2 separate regions of the Bicyclus anynana genome follow, and region 2 is linked to region 1. A link is a contact called in public Hi-C data. All regions are on one chromosome and are shown on one strand. The core of a region is the stretch at or near the end of the contact, and the rest is flanking DNA. Distances in the headings are between cores, read along the strand shown.

Evidence for each region. A called contact is a pair of places that touch in the nucleus more often than the background predicts.
Region 2: a contact with region 1 is called in a Hi-C map of whole body, with 3 times the contacts expected there. The contact joins the enhancer-like site here to the promoter of LOC112044029 in region 1. A contact is called at or near these places in 2 of 2 Hi-C or Micro-C datasets (whole body and whole larva).

What each region holds. Positions count from the first base shown.
Region 1 is chr16:8,691,167-8,694,263 of ilBicAnyn1.1, forward strand. It overlaps LOC112044029 (serine/threonine-protein kinase SIK2), which reads left to right and starts at 1,382. Exons shown (of 10, transcript XM_024079749.2): 1 at 1,382-2,070. The coding sequence starts at 1,927.
Region 2 is chr16:8,795,480-8,798,862 of ilBicAnyn1.1, forward strand. LOC112044029 (serine/threonine-protein kinase SIK2) reads left to right here. Exons shown (of 10, transcript XM_024079749.2): 9 at 1-1,540. Among protein-coding and RNA genes, the nearest start is that of LOC112044027, 10 kb to the right of the region's middle. Within about 2 kb of position 1,547, at least 5 of the 8 cell types and tissues checked have open chromatin away from gene starts, as enhancers often do.

The DNA.
Region 1 (3,097 bases), core at 132-2,631:
TGTGTACGTACAAGAATGTTTTTAGAGATTAAACCCGTGTAAGTACGGAAAAAAAACCGAAAAAAAAGAATTATTTATCCTTTTAATTTTGACGCGTAATAGAAAGAATGTGTTTGTATTTCTAAAGCAAAGGGATTATTAAAGAAAAACAGTAAGTGTACATTAATTTCAACGATTTTCCACATAGTCATTTGGCCTAGAGGTGCATAACAAAGGCACAATATAATAATCCTGAGTTCGAGCCCGGGGGTAACAAAGGAAAACTTTTTGTCTTTTTTTTTGTTTTTCTCAATTGGTTTCTTCAAGTATTACAAAATCAAAAATGTCTCTCCTTTACAAAAAAATATGCATTATTATTTTATACTTTTTACTATACTAAAAATATCGTATCTAGTCACTAGATGGCGCTATCACATTCGTTCCGAAAAAAGTTCGAGTAGCCTATCTATTTCCAATAATACACTGTAATCTTTGGTTCGGACCATCGAGTGCTACTGATTTGCGTACGTATTCGTTTTTGAATTTCGTATCCGTGACGGGTACGACACCGTCATGTTCCGTACGCTACATTTGTTTATTTTATTAAATACGAGTTGATACACATTTACTTCTATACTAATAATGAAAATGCAAGAGTAATGCCTAGTTCGGACTACTTTAGTATTTTAGTCGAGTACGAACGATTTTTGGGCGGTAAATCCAAAAATTGTTCGTACTCGGCTAGAATAGATACTTCTATGTCTGTCTGTCTGTCTGTCTCTTACCTATTCACGGCTAAACGACTGAACCGATCAAAATGAATTTTGGTATAATGATATAGGGGACCTTGGGGTACTACATAGACTACTTTTTATCCCTGCAATAAAAGAGAATGGGGTGAAATAGGGGTTATGTATGGAAGCGATAGCGTTGGCGATAGCGATAGCGATAACGTTAACGATAGCGATAATAGAATAGAATAGAAAACCAAAACCCCGATATGGGAGAGAAAATCCTACTAATATTATAAACGCTAAAGTTTGTATGGATGTTTGTTTGGATGTTTGGTAGTCCCGCTACTACTGAAACGATTTGCCTGAAATTTGGAATGGAAACAGATTTTACTCTGGATTAAGTCATACTTTTCATCCTGGAAAGAACACATTTATGCGCCGCACGATACAAACACGATTCGAGAACCTATCAGTATTTAGAAGTGTTTTGAAATAATTTCCAATAAGCGCATTAATACGAAGCTATAAAACAGGTATATGTGTGCAATCGTGCGTATGTCGATGAACATTACGCGTTGCTGACGTCACACAAAAGCAATATGGCGGCTAAAAGCGCGCGCGTGTCGCGTCGAAGGTACCATTGGGCTATTCTGTACGAGTACTCGACTCGAGTCTCCCTCACTCGACTCGAGAGACGAGAAGTCGACTAGAGGCCCGAGCCGAGTCAAACTCAAGCCCGAGTTCAGTATCCGGTTGACAGCCGGTGAGGCGGCGGCGTCATGTTTCTCTAGCGTACGATACGCGCGCCGCCTCTGCGCGATTTTCTACCATTCGTAAATATATTTTGTACACAAATACGTGCAGTACAAGCGCGTGCAAGTGACTGTAATCTGTGTAATCTGAACATAATAAGACTTTCCCTGGCTATATACATACCGTAAATAATTAAGTACATCGAACTGTTGCAATACCTTTGATACAATTTTGTTAGAGCACTAAATTACTAACAAGTAACAATATTACGTAGGTTTTAATAGCCAAATATTGTAGTGTAGTAAGTTTGTTAAAATATTTCATGGTTAGTAAAATTCATGTGTTAACATTATGTAAAATAGGAGTGTTACGACTGACTAGCATTGAAGGAATTATTATAAATAGTATCACGGAAAACGAGGAGTTACAGTTGGTGAGGTGAAATTGATTGTCAAGTTGGATGAGATCCACATCAATAATGGCGGATCGCGAACGTCCTGCGAAAACCCCCATCAGGGTGGGTTTTTATGACATTGAAAGGACCATTGGCAAAGGGAATTTTGCCGTCGTAAAGTTAGCACGACATCGAATAACGAAGACTGAGGTAAGAAAAATGTCCAAACAATATACTCACATTTATTAAATTATCTATCATTTTACATAAGTAACTACATTTTACAATTCTCATAAGAATCCTGTTCGAAGGACCTTTTTTGATTCTACAGTATTTCTGAATAATATGTAACTACCTACATTTGTTGGTTGAAATATTTATAGTTTATTGATTATATGAATTAACTTATTTAAAGTATTATGTGTATTATTCGTATTTAATTTAATAACAATTTTTATAACCGATTTTAATCACTACATCTTTTATACCACAACGTTCTCTTATCACACTTTTTTTATGCTTCTCCTGCCATATCCAACTTTCACTATGGTACATTAGATTTGGGACTAAAACTCCTTCTCCTATGCATAGCTAGTCGTGCGTTGTGGTATACACTCTGGCTATTCATAAAGACACATTTCTAGCATTTACTCTCCTTTCAATACAACTTTCACATATTCTATTGTTCGCAAATGTATAACCCAGGTATACAAATTCTTTTTCTGCTACCACTAGTTTCTCCATCTATCAAAATATTGTCATACATTAATCTCTTTAAAAAAAATCTTATATTTTGCTTACTTCATTTTCATTCCTTTTCTTTTAAAAACTACATTTATAATATTTATCATCTCCTGTTTGCAGGAGCAGATGATGCAAGTATTACTTGATCATCAGAGTAGAGTAAATATTTGACAAATATTTTGTTCATACATACTCTCTTTCAAATATGTCAAGTAGTTATCCATGAATAGGTTGAACAATCGTGGTGTCGCAATACACCCTTGTCAGACACCTCTTTCTACTGGGAGCCAATCAGTATACGCTCCATTTTTTCCGACACAAGCACTAGATAATTAAAATATCCTCATAGAGATATTTTAACGCTTGGTTCATGTTATCGTTCACCCATACTTGGATAATGCTGACTACAGTAATTTAAACATAAGTAGCTGTAATACGACTCGTTAGTAGATAGGTAGGTTATAGCGTCCAAACCAAACGTATTAATTAGGTT
Region 2 (3,383 bases), core at 297-2,796, 100 kb after region 1:
CAATTATTCCGTAACGTCCACTTCCAATGATTTATTTCCGAGTACGCTATACAGACCGGATAGTAAATTTTCATTAAATAGATATACCACTGGTCAATCTTACGCTCCGATGCTTTCAAATAATACTACTGAGCCAGCAAAATTTCAACAACAGTATTCGTCGTCAACAGACGAAGGTTGTGAGACCGATATGGAAGACGTCGCAAACATGCCCAGCGGAGTACAAAACAGGTTAAGTTCGTATGCGAGTTCCAGTTCCAGTAGTGGAGTAGTGACTTTTTTTAACAACAAAAGCCTCAGTCAGAACCTCAGTTGCGATTCGTCACAGAGCAATTTTTCCGCGTTCGAAAGCATCGATTACCAGTTGTCAGATTGCTCAAGCGAATTGACTAGCAGTCTACCTAGTTGCACGACCAATGAAGATAAGCTAGCTTATGAAACAACTTCACTCGTTAATACTAGTCCAATGCATCCTTGTGTTTATATTTCTTCGTATAATAATAAAACTCCTGGTACTGGTTTTATCGCAAGGCACAATCCGATAAACTATCAATCCGCCAATAAGAACTGCCAGCGATCCATCACTCGGAGCCCCGTGGATTTCAGAGAAGGACGCCGCGCTAGCGACGGCCTCGTCGCGCAACAAGCCGCTCAAACGAATGAAACTCAAAAGAATACCCTAGCCTTTAATAGCCAAAGATTAAACGAAAACTGTAAAGCGAAGGGCGTTTTAGAACTTCACCTCGTTCAAAAAGAAGCGCAACAGTTAAAAACTCAATACCAGTCTTCGCTGCCTGCAGAGGAAATGACCCAGAGACAAATTCAGCACAACCAGTTCGCAGCTAGTTTCACTCCACACTATTTAGATACAAAAAATCCTACTCCAAAGCGGATAAGTCTCCCGGAGAACTTTAATTACTCGAGCACTTCCCCACCGATGCCGGCGAGTCCCAAAATGGTCGCCGCGCTTCAGGATACTTCGGATCTAGCGCACGGAGCGTCTCTGTCCTCAGTCAGCAAACCACCCCTTCAGCAGCAGCTAATGCAACATAGACTGTTTCAACAAAAGCGACAACTGCTTCAGAAACAAATGACTCCCCCGAACTTACCAGTGCACGATATGGGAGCCCTGCATAGTCTTCAAGTCGGCCTAAGCAGACGGCAAATGCTCCGGCAGCAGAGCTACAAAATAGCACAACAGCAGCAAATTCTGCCGCCCTTGCCTTTAACGGAGTCCGAGAATAGGGACTTGCTCGCATTCCAGGCGATAGTTGAAGATCCAAATAGGCTAAAGAGCAAAAGCGACGAGAGCCACGAGGAAGCGAAATTCGCGTATCAAGGGTCAATGGACATTAGTATACACAAGGATAGATTAGGGAACGAAAATTGGTCCAACTTGCCGTCGAGTCTACAAAGCGCGTGTCAGATCTCCGAGATGAGCCGGCGGGAAGGGGAGACGGAGGGCGCGCACGCCGTGGAGGCGCCGCTGTGGCCGGGCCAGTGGAACACGTCGCTGTTCCAGCCGCAGGCCTGCTTCCAGGTATTTCAACAGATCAACTAGTAGATCTCCACGTAGGATAGTCGTAGATATGGTAGTGGCGATTGTTGCACGCGATATGTAGCCCGCTCCACGACACGTAGACTTTTATTCCCTAGCCTTGTACGATGTGAAAATTGTTGATGCAGCTGATACTTACAGAAAAGGACGTTACGAAGATCTGTCGCAGAATCAACGACGAACGTTGGCGTACATCTAGTGGCGTAAATATCCCCTAAACTTGATGCAGTTAACAGGCACATGATAATATGTTAAGGATATCAATTTAACTTTATCTGATTAGTTGCGATTTGACATTTTTAGAGGTGGGTGCCTTTTCAGAGTCAACAATTACATACACCGCTGGTAACTTCATTCTTATATTTATTTTATAATATCACATTATAAAGGCTATATTCTATTTAGGAACGTTGTTGCGTGGATTGGACTTGTCATGAGGCCGAGCTTAAAAGCCGTAGGCTATTTTAGTATTTTAGTCAAGTACAAACAATTTTTGGATTTGTTGCCCAAAAATCGTACGTACTAGACTAAACTACTGAAGTAGTTCGAACTAGGCATTATAGGGCCGCTACTAGATGGAACTTTGGTCTCATTGTAATCTTACGTATTCGTTTATATTGTAACGTAGATGGTACTGATGTTATAAAGCTGAAAGGCATGATATGAACTGTAGAGTGCATGACAATAATAGTGCTTTAAAAACAAATAGCTCGTGGTTAAGTCAGCAATTATTATATCAAATTGCCTTTCAATAACAATTTTTATAACAATATTTACAGTAGGTCGATAATTATGATTTTAATTATCCGATGATGTTCAATTTGTACTCGATTTTAGCAATTTATATCGCAACGTTCATTCCTGTTGGTTATACTGACGTATCTCTATTTTTGTTTTACTAATTCCAATAGATTATTTTTTTAACCTGATACGTACATGCATACACACATTGCTCGTGTAGTGTGTACGTGGTTATGATACGCTTCATGTCTATAATAAGAGACTATACAAGCATTATGTGTTTGGGATACCAGGATAAAAAAATACTTTAAATTAACTTGCCAAATATTGTAATATAATAAAATAATAATGTAGATTGAGAGCTTTGACAGCCTTCTTGATTTTATAAAAGCTGGAAGTTTTTCTGCCCATGCTCTTACCGCAGATAACTACGATCAGCAATTACTTTTGAACCGAGATTGCTTTGCGAGGCAGCAGGTTTTAACCCACTATCGTCCAAGTATAAAGTTATTTTTTGTGTTTTCCTGAGCATAATCAGAAATCATATTATCACAAGTTGCCAGCTCGTGGCAACATTTCAAAACAGTTAAAGATAAAACTATAACTATCTTGCGAAGGGTTGCCACTAGGCTAAGTGTCTGGCGGTTGGGGTAATGATTTCTCATGATTATTATCATCATCATTAACAATCCATATTCAGCTCACTATTGAGCACGAGTCTCCTCTCAGAATGAGAGGTGTTAGGCCTTAGTCCACCAAGCTGGCCCAATGCGGATTGGCAAACTTCACACACATAGAGAAATAAATTCTCAGGTGTTCAGGTTTTCTCACAATGTCTTTTCTTCACCGTTTGAGACAAGTGATATTTAATTTTATTAAATGAAAATTTGGAGGTACATGTCCCGGACCGGATTGGAACCTACGCCCTCTGAATCAAAACCGAAAGGCAGGGGTCATATCCACTAGGTCATCTCACTGATGATTTCTCGTGATACCTATCCAGTAGGAAATATCAAAAAACCCAGTGCCAGATTAATGAAACTTGACGTCCTAAGCAATCTTTCCCTACTCGTACGTAAACCTT